2 separate regions of the Sus scrofa genome follow, and region 2 is linked to region 1. A link is a contact called in public Hi-C data. All regions are on one chromosome and are shown on one strand. The core of a region is the stretch at or near the end of the contact, and the rest is flanking DNA. Distances in the headings are between cores, read along the strand shown.

Region 1 (2,700 bases), core at 24-2,523:
GTAAAATAGTATGTACTACATAGATTGTGCAGTGTAGTTCAGAAGAAATACCAAAATGTCAGCTTGACTTCTTTATTGGGGGGGGGGAATCACAGCAGGACACAGGTGTCCAGAGTTGGAGGACTGTGTCTAGATGACTTTTAATGAAAGAATGCAAAATCTCTGCTAACATGTCATTTTAAGTAAACTTGGATTGGGGAATGGTTTATAAAAAATTTTCAACCCTTCTCATATTTATAATGTCCAAGTATAAAATTGTTAGTCCCCAGGATGGTCTAGAATAAATGTTTGGGATTTTCCACTCTCATAAAACAAAAGAACAGTGTTATTTCACATGTAAGTCCTAGGCTTACTTGGCTCTCATGAGGAGAGCCTGCCTACTTTTGTAACTACAGTTCCAAGTAAGCGCCTACTACTTTACATGGCCACCTTTTCTCTTAATATGTTATTTCTAAGAACATGATTTTTCCAGGCCTTTTTGTAACTGTGATAGCATTGGCATTTCTGCCTCTTTGTGACAAGTTGTGTCATTTAAAAGAGATGAGTCAGCAAACAACCATTTATGTCAATTAGGTGTCATGAGAAATACAAAGGAAGCAGAGACATGAGTCTTTGCTCCTCCTGTTCATAGTCTTGAACATTGGGCATCAGGGCACAAGATGTTCTGATTTTATAAGCAGGCTTATTAAATAAGCAAGAGGCATTGGACATTTATATCATGGTTGACCCCAAAACTCAGAGGTCTTCTTCTGCCACTTCTGATGAGCAAGTGGTCCCATGAAGAGAACAAGACAAAAGGCCCATATACATTTGTGCTTCTGAGTACACTTGGAATTGTCTCCTGGGGGCATCCAAGCTTCTGGCTCAAAGTAGTCGGGTTTATCTGCCAAGTAACCCTATGGCAATGCAATGTTAAATTAAGAAGTAAACTCAACATTCTCTCTGCGGTTCATTGCCTCCCTTGTGACTCAGGAGAAAGATAGGTCTGGATTTTGGCACAGCTGAGCATATGGGAGCAACCACAGGCCAACTCCTCCAGCATGCTAGTCCCAGCTTGGGTACCATTTGCCTCAGGTAGCAACAAGGATCCAGTAAACCCCCTTGTGTCACGTGGTAGTGGATTAAGAACTCAGATTATGCTGAAGTTATGACTCTGGGCTTCAATCTTATATTTTGGCTGGAGATGATGAAACAGTCACCATGTCATCTTTCTGTTTAGATTCACAACAACTTTCTGCCTTCTTATTTCACAATGACCCCATAGATGAGTAAGGAAACAGTCATTCCAGTGAGCCTACACTGGGAGTCCATCCTCGGGCAATAGGGCCCTGAAGGTCTGCTGAATCAGGGAAGAAGAATTTAAATATAATAAAACCCACTTCAGATTGAAATCCAGTGACCTGAAACCAGACATTTGTAGATAGACTCATGACATGTGGGAATCAGAAGGCAATTTAGCGATCTTAGCCAGTTGTTCTCCAAATTTAGCATCCCTCAGGATCGCTTGGAGGGCTCATCAAAATGCAGGTGAATGCTCAGTGTTTCTGATTCCATACGTTTGGGGTGGGGCCCAAGAACTTGCATTGCTCACAAGTTCCCAGATGACGGTGATGCTCCTAGTTTGGGTACCACACCTTGATTTAGGCACCTGTTCCACTTGATAACTAAGGAAATCAGAGCAGAGAAGTTGGGGGATTATTGAAAGTAATTGGACTGATGGTCCAAATAGAAGAGCTAAGGCTAAATTCAGTTCTTTGGAGTTTAGCTTCATTATTCTTCTTTCCATTTCACCTCTAAAGCCACAAATTTAGTGTATTCACAATAATATGTATTTGCTTGGGAACAATGGGACATTAGAGCCTCCAACTCTTTGCCTTCCCAAGAGGTGACTATTGATTTTGGAGAATCTTATAAACTTTTTATTGTCTCAGTTGCTATAAAATTGATTAATAATAGTAATAGCACTATAGGACTCATAGAGTGGTTATAAGGATTAAAATATAATATTATAGAACATTCTTAGAACTGTGCCTTAGAAACTGGTATAATTCCTATTATTAAATATTAATTATTTTCAATCAGTTGAAATATTTTCTGTTAGTAAAGTTTCACTCTATCTAGTCAAACTGGTTGGCATGAGGATAGTAAAGGTGATTAAGAGAAAAATTTTTGAGTGTGGCTAATCGTAGAGCAGGTGATTTAAAATAATTAGATTTTGGATCTTCTCAATTATCTACTCCATCCCTCTCTTGTTATGTGGGGAACAGAGACGTCATGCAGAAATGAAGTGACTTGTCTAAGCTTTTATAGCTAATTAGCAACACTGCCAGTTCTAGAACTCAGTGTAATTAATAGCTTTCTTAGTCTACACAGTATTTGTGAAAGTAGCATTAGAGTATCCACTTACAGGTTTGTCTCTGTTTCCTAATGTTGGGAATTTAGCTGAATTTTTTGGTTGACAACAGACGACCACTTCAGCATCATTTTGTTATTTGCCCCAATTGCCTTTTTCCTGAACTCTTTTTGTTGTTATCATTGTGGTTCTGCAAAGGGTAAAATGAGATGATTTTATTTGCATTAAGTTCTAAAATTACACAGAAGAGGATTTGAACCTATTCCCATTACTCCATACTTTCTCCCCCAGAGTCTTCCTTGTTTTGAGATGAGTCAAAGCCATTGAAAGCCAATTATTATTCAATT
Region 2 (2,700 bases), core at 190-2,689, 88 kb before region 1:
AATTTGCCCTGAAAACTATTTTTGTTTCTGCTTTCTATGCCTCCACAGTGTGTTGAAATTTGCCAAGGGTGAAATCTCACCTCCAAAGCTTTTTTCTTGAAAGCCCTTCTGAACATGAAGGAATGGATGATTTCAGCCCCTCTTCCAAAATCGTCACATGCAATGTAACATGAAATGAGACCTGAACTGCAAGTTAGAATGGGGAGCGTACAAATGCCAGGACGAGTTTGTAGAAATGAGATTTTGTCAATTCAAATGATATTACCATTATCCGATTACCACTGGGGGGTCAAAGAACCTGTATATGAAGCCACTGGAGGCTCTATTGGCCCTCTGATAATAGCATCATTAAAAAGAAAACTCAATAGCAACACTGGTCTGGAACATGCCTGGTGCATAGAGGGTGTTCAAAATGCTATACTGACTGCTTGACTTCCCCTAGGTCCCTGTCAGCAGAGCCTGTGAGACTAGCTGAGCTGCCAGATCGTCCAACCACCTTGTTTTTCTGGGAAGAAATGGGAGGCACATGTCTTTTCCATACAGGGAAAGAGATGGGGTGTTGGTTCTTGTTCTGTGAGATTGGGTGCTAGTCAAACCCAGGTGCCTAGAGAAATTTTTTGTTGACTATTGGAAAGTCTTATTCACCCCATCATGTGGGACAGAGGTTTTCTGAAATCTCAAAGGATACTATGGGGTTTTTTACCCTTTCAATCAAGCATGGAGGGAGAATTACAGCGTATAATACCACGGAGCAGGGGGGCTGCCACACTCCATGCCTCTTTCATGGAGAAACAGAGTAGGAGAACGAAGAGTAGCTGGAGTTCAAATGCCACATCTGCTGTTTCCTAGCTATTTGATCCTGCAGAAGTAACCTCTTTGAATTTTAGTAGCCATATCTGACATGGTAGAGTTGTTGTGAAGAAAAGATATTAATATATCAAGTACCCAGGAATCAAAGCTATAGCTTGTGTTTTAAATAATAATTTTTTTGCATTTTCCAAAGGTACAAAATTATATGACTGCATTGAATATGCTTTTTCAAACTGCAAGTCCTGCCACCCCTGCTACATTATTTGTCAGCTGCCCCTTCCCATTGAGAATTGCTGAATTAGACTTTTAAAATTGACCTTTGGGCTCATCTGGAGTAGGAGCATATACTACAGAATATTGAAACATAATCAATCTGAATTCATTACCATTCATTACCCTTAAAAGCATTTAGGAGACAGCTACATGCTTGGGGCACTGTCTTGATTGATCCACAGCCCTTGATTTCTGGCACCTTGCAAGCCGGGGTGGTTCTATGATAGGCAGGCACAAAGACTTGACTGGCTAGCTCAGGTTGCAGTTAAGGCATTTTCAAGGCACACAGGCAGAGGGAAGGAATACTTGGAATGTGGTGAGTAATGCAGAGGAGGGAGAATTGGGTGTGGAGATGGCAGATTGCACAAGCAGAGATTGGATTCCTAGGAACTGCTTCAGAGAAGAGGACACAGAGTGGGTTGGTCCACCTACTTAAGGATAAATCTGGAATGGGGTGGAATGATCAGATCACTGGGTTAATCTTTGTGATTTCAAAGATTAACAGAGTGGTGGACATCTTCTGATTCAATCCATAAATGAGATATTCTGCAGCTCATGTATCCTGACCCAGGGCTACAAAGAGAAATAAAACAATTTCTGTTCTCCAAGAGCACTATTCCTCTAGGATCCGGTGTGTCAGGTGTGTCAGGATAAGTGCAGTACAGCGTGTTGTGTATTTGGGAGGAAGTGACTAGCTCCCTTGCCGGGAGCTTTGCGGAGGAAGTGACATTCTACAGGTGAGGTCCAGAGAGGTGAAATCAGTTGTCCGAGAACACACAACAGAGGTGTAACAGGGTGGAGATTACAAACCAAACCCTCTGCCCTGAAGCTATGACTCCTTCTAGGCCATTTTGCTGATACCGTTTGTCCTAGAAAAAGGAGGAATCATGTAGGGCTGAGGGAGCCATGGGAAAGAAAGGGTGCTGGTCTGGAGTTTCCCGATGAAAAAACCTTGAGACTGGGGCTTGCTTGATTATCCTGGGACATCTAAGGGGAAGCTGAGAATGAAGCTCAGGCAGGGGAGAGCTGAGAGATGCAATGTCGATGACATCATTTGACTTCTTTTTTTTTTTTTTTTTTTTTACTTTTTTTTTTAATTTTCCCACTGTACAGCAAGGGGGTCAGGTTATCCTTACATGTATACATTGCAATTACAGTTTTTCCTCCACCCTTTCTTCTGTTGCAACATGAGTATCTAGACATAGTTCTCAATGCTATTCAGCAGGATATCCTTGTAAATCTATTCTAGGTTGTGTCTGATAAACCCAAGCTCCCGATCCCTCCCACTCCCTCCCCCTCCCATCAGGCAGCCACAAGTCTCTTTTCCAAGTCCATGATTTTCTTTTCTGAGGAGATGTTCATTTGTGCTGGATATTAGATTCCAGTTATAAGTGATATCATATGGTATTTGCCTTTGTCTTTCTGGCTCATTTCACTCAGTATGAGATTCTCTAGTTCCATCCATGTTGCTGCAAATGGCATTATGTCATCCTTTTTTATGGCTGAGTAGTATTCCATTGTGTATATATACCACATCTTCCGAATCCAATCATCTGTCGATGGACATTTGGATTGTACCATGAGATACCACCTCACACCAGTCAGAATGGCCATCAT

Evidence for each region. A called contact is a pair of places that touch in the nucleus more often than the background predicts.
Region 2: a Hi-C map of embryonic fibroblasts shows a contact between it and region 1, with 2.2 times the contacts expected there. The contact joins two enhancer-like sites. A contact is called at or near these places in 2 of 47 Hi-C or Micro-C datasets (embryonic fibroblasts and fibroblasts).

Annotation. Positions count from the first base shown.
Region 1 is chr2:83,478,259-83,480,958 of Sscrofa11.1, reverse strand. All of the region lies in intron 3 of LOC102165717 (a long non-coding RNA gene), which reads left to right. Among named protein-coding and RNA genes, the nearest start is that of ENC1, 210 kb to the left of the region's middle. Within about 2 kb of position 1,273, at least 8 of the 83 cell types and tissues checked have an H3K27ac peak or open chromatin away from gene starts, as enhancers often do. A contact at or near this core is called in embryonic fibroblasts, where this site is marked.
Region 2 is chr2:83,566,615-83,569,314 of Sscrofa11.1, reverse strand. No RefSeq gene overlaps it. Among named protein-coding and RNA genes, the nearest start is that of ENC1, 120 kb to the left of the region's middle. Within about 2 kb of position 1,439, at least 19 of the 83 cell types and tissues checked have an H3K27ac peak or open chromatin away from gene starts, as enhancers often do. A contact at or near this core is called in embryonic fibroblasts, where this site is marked.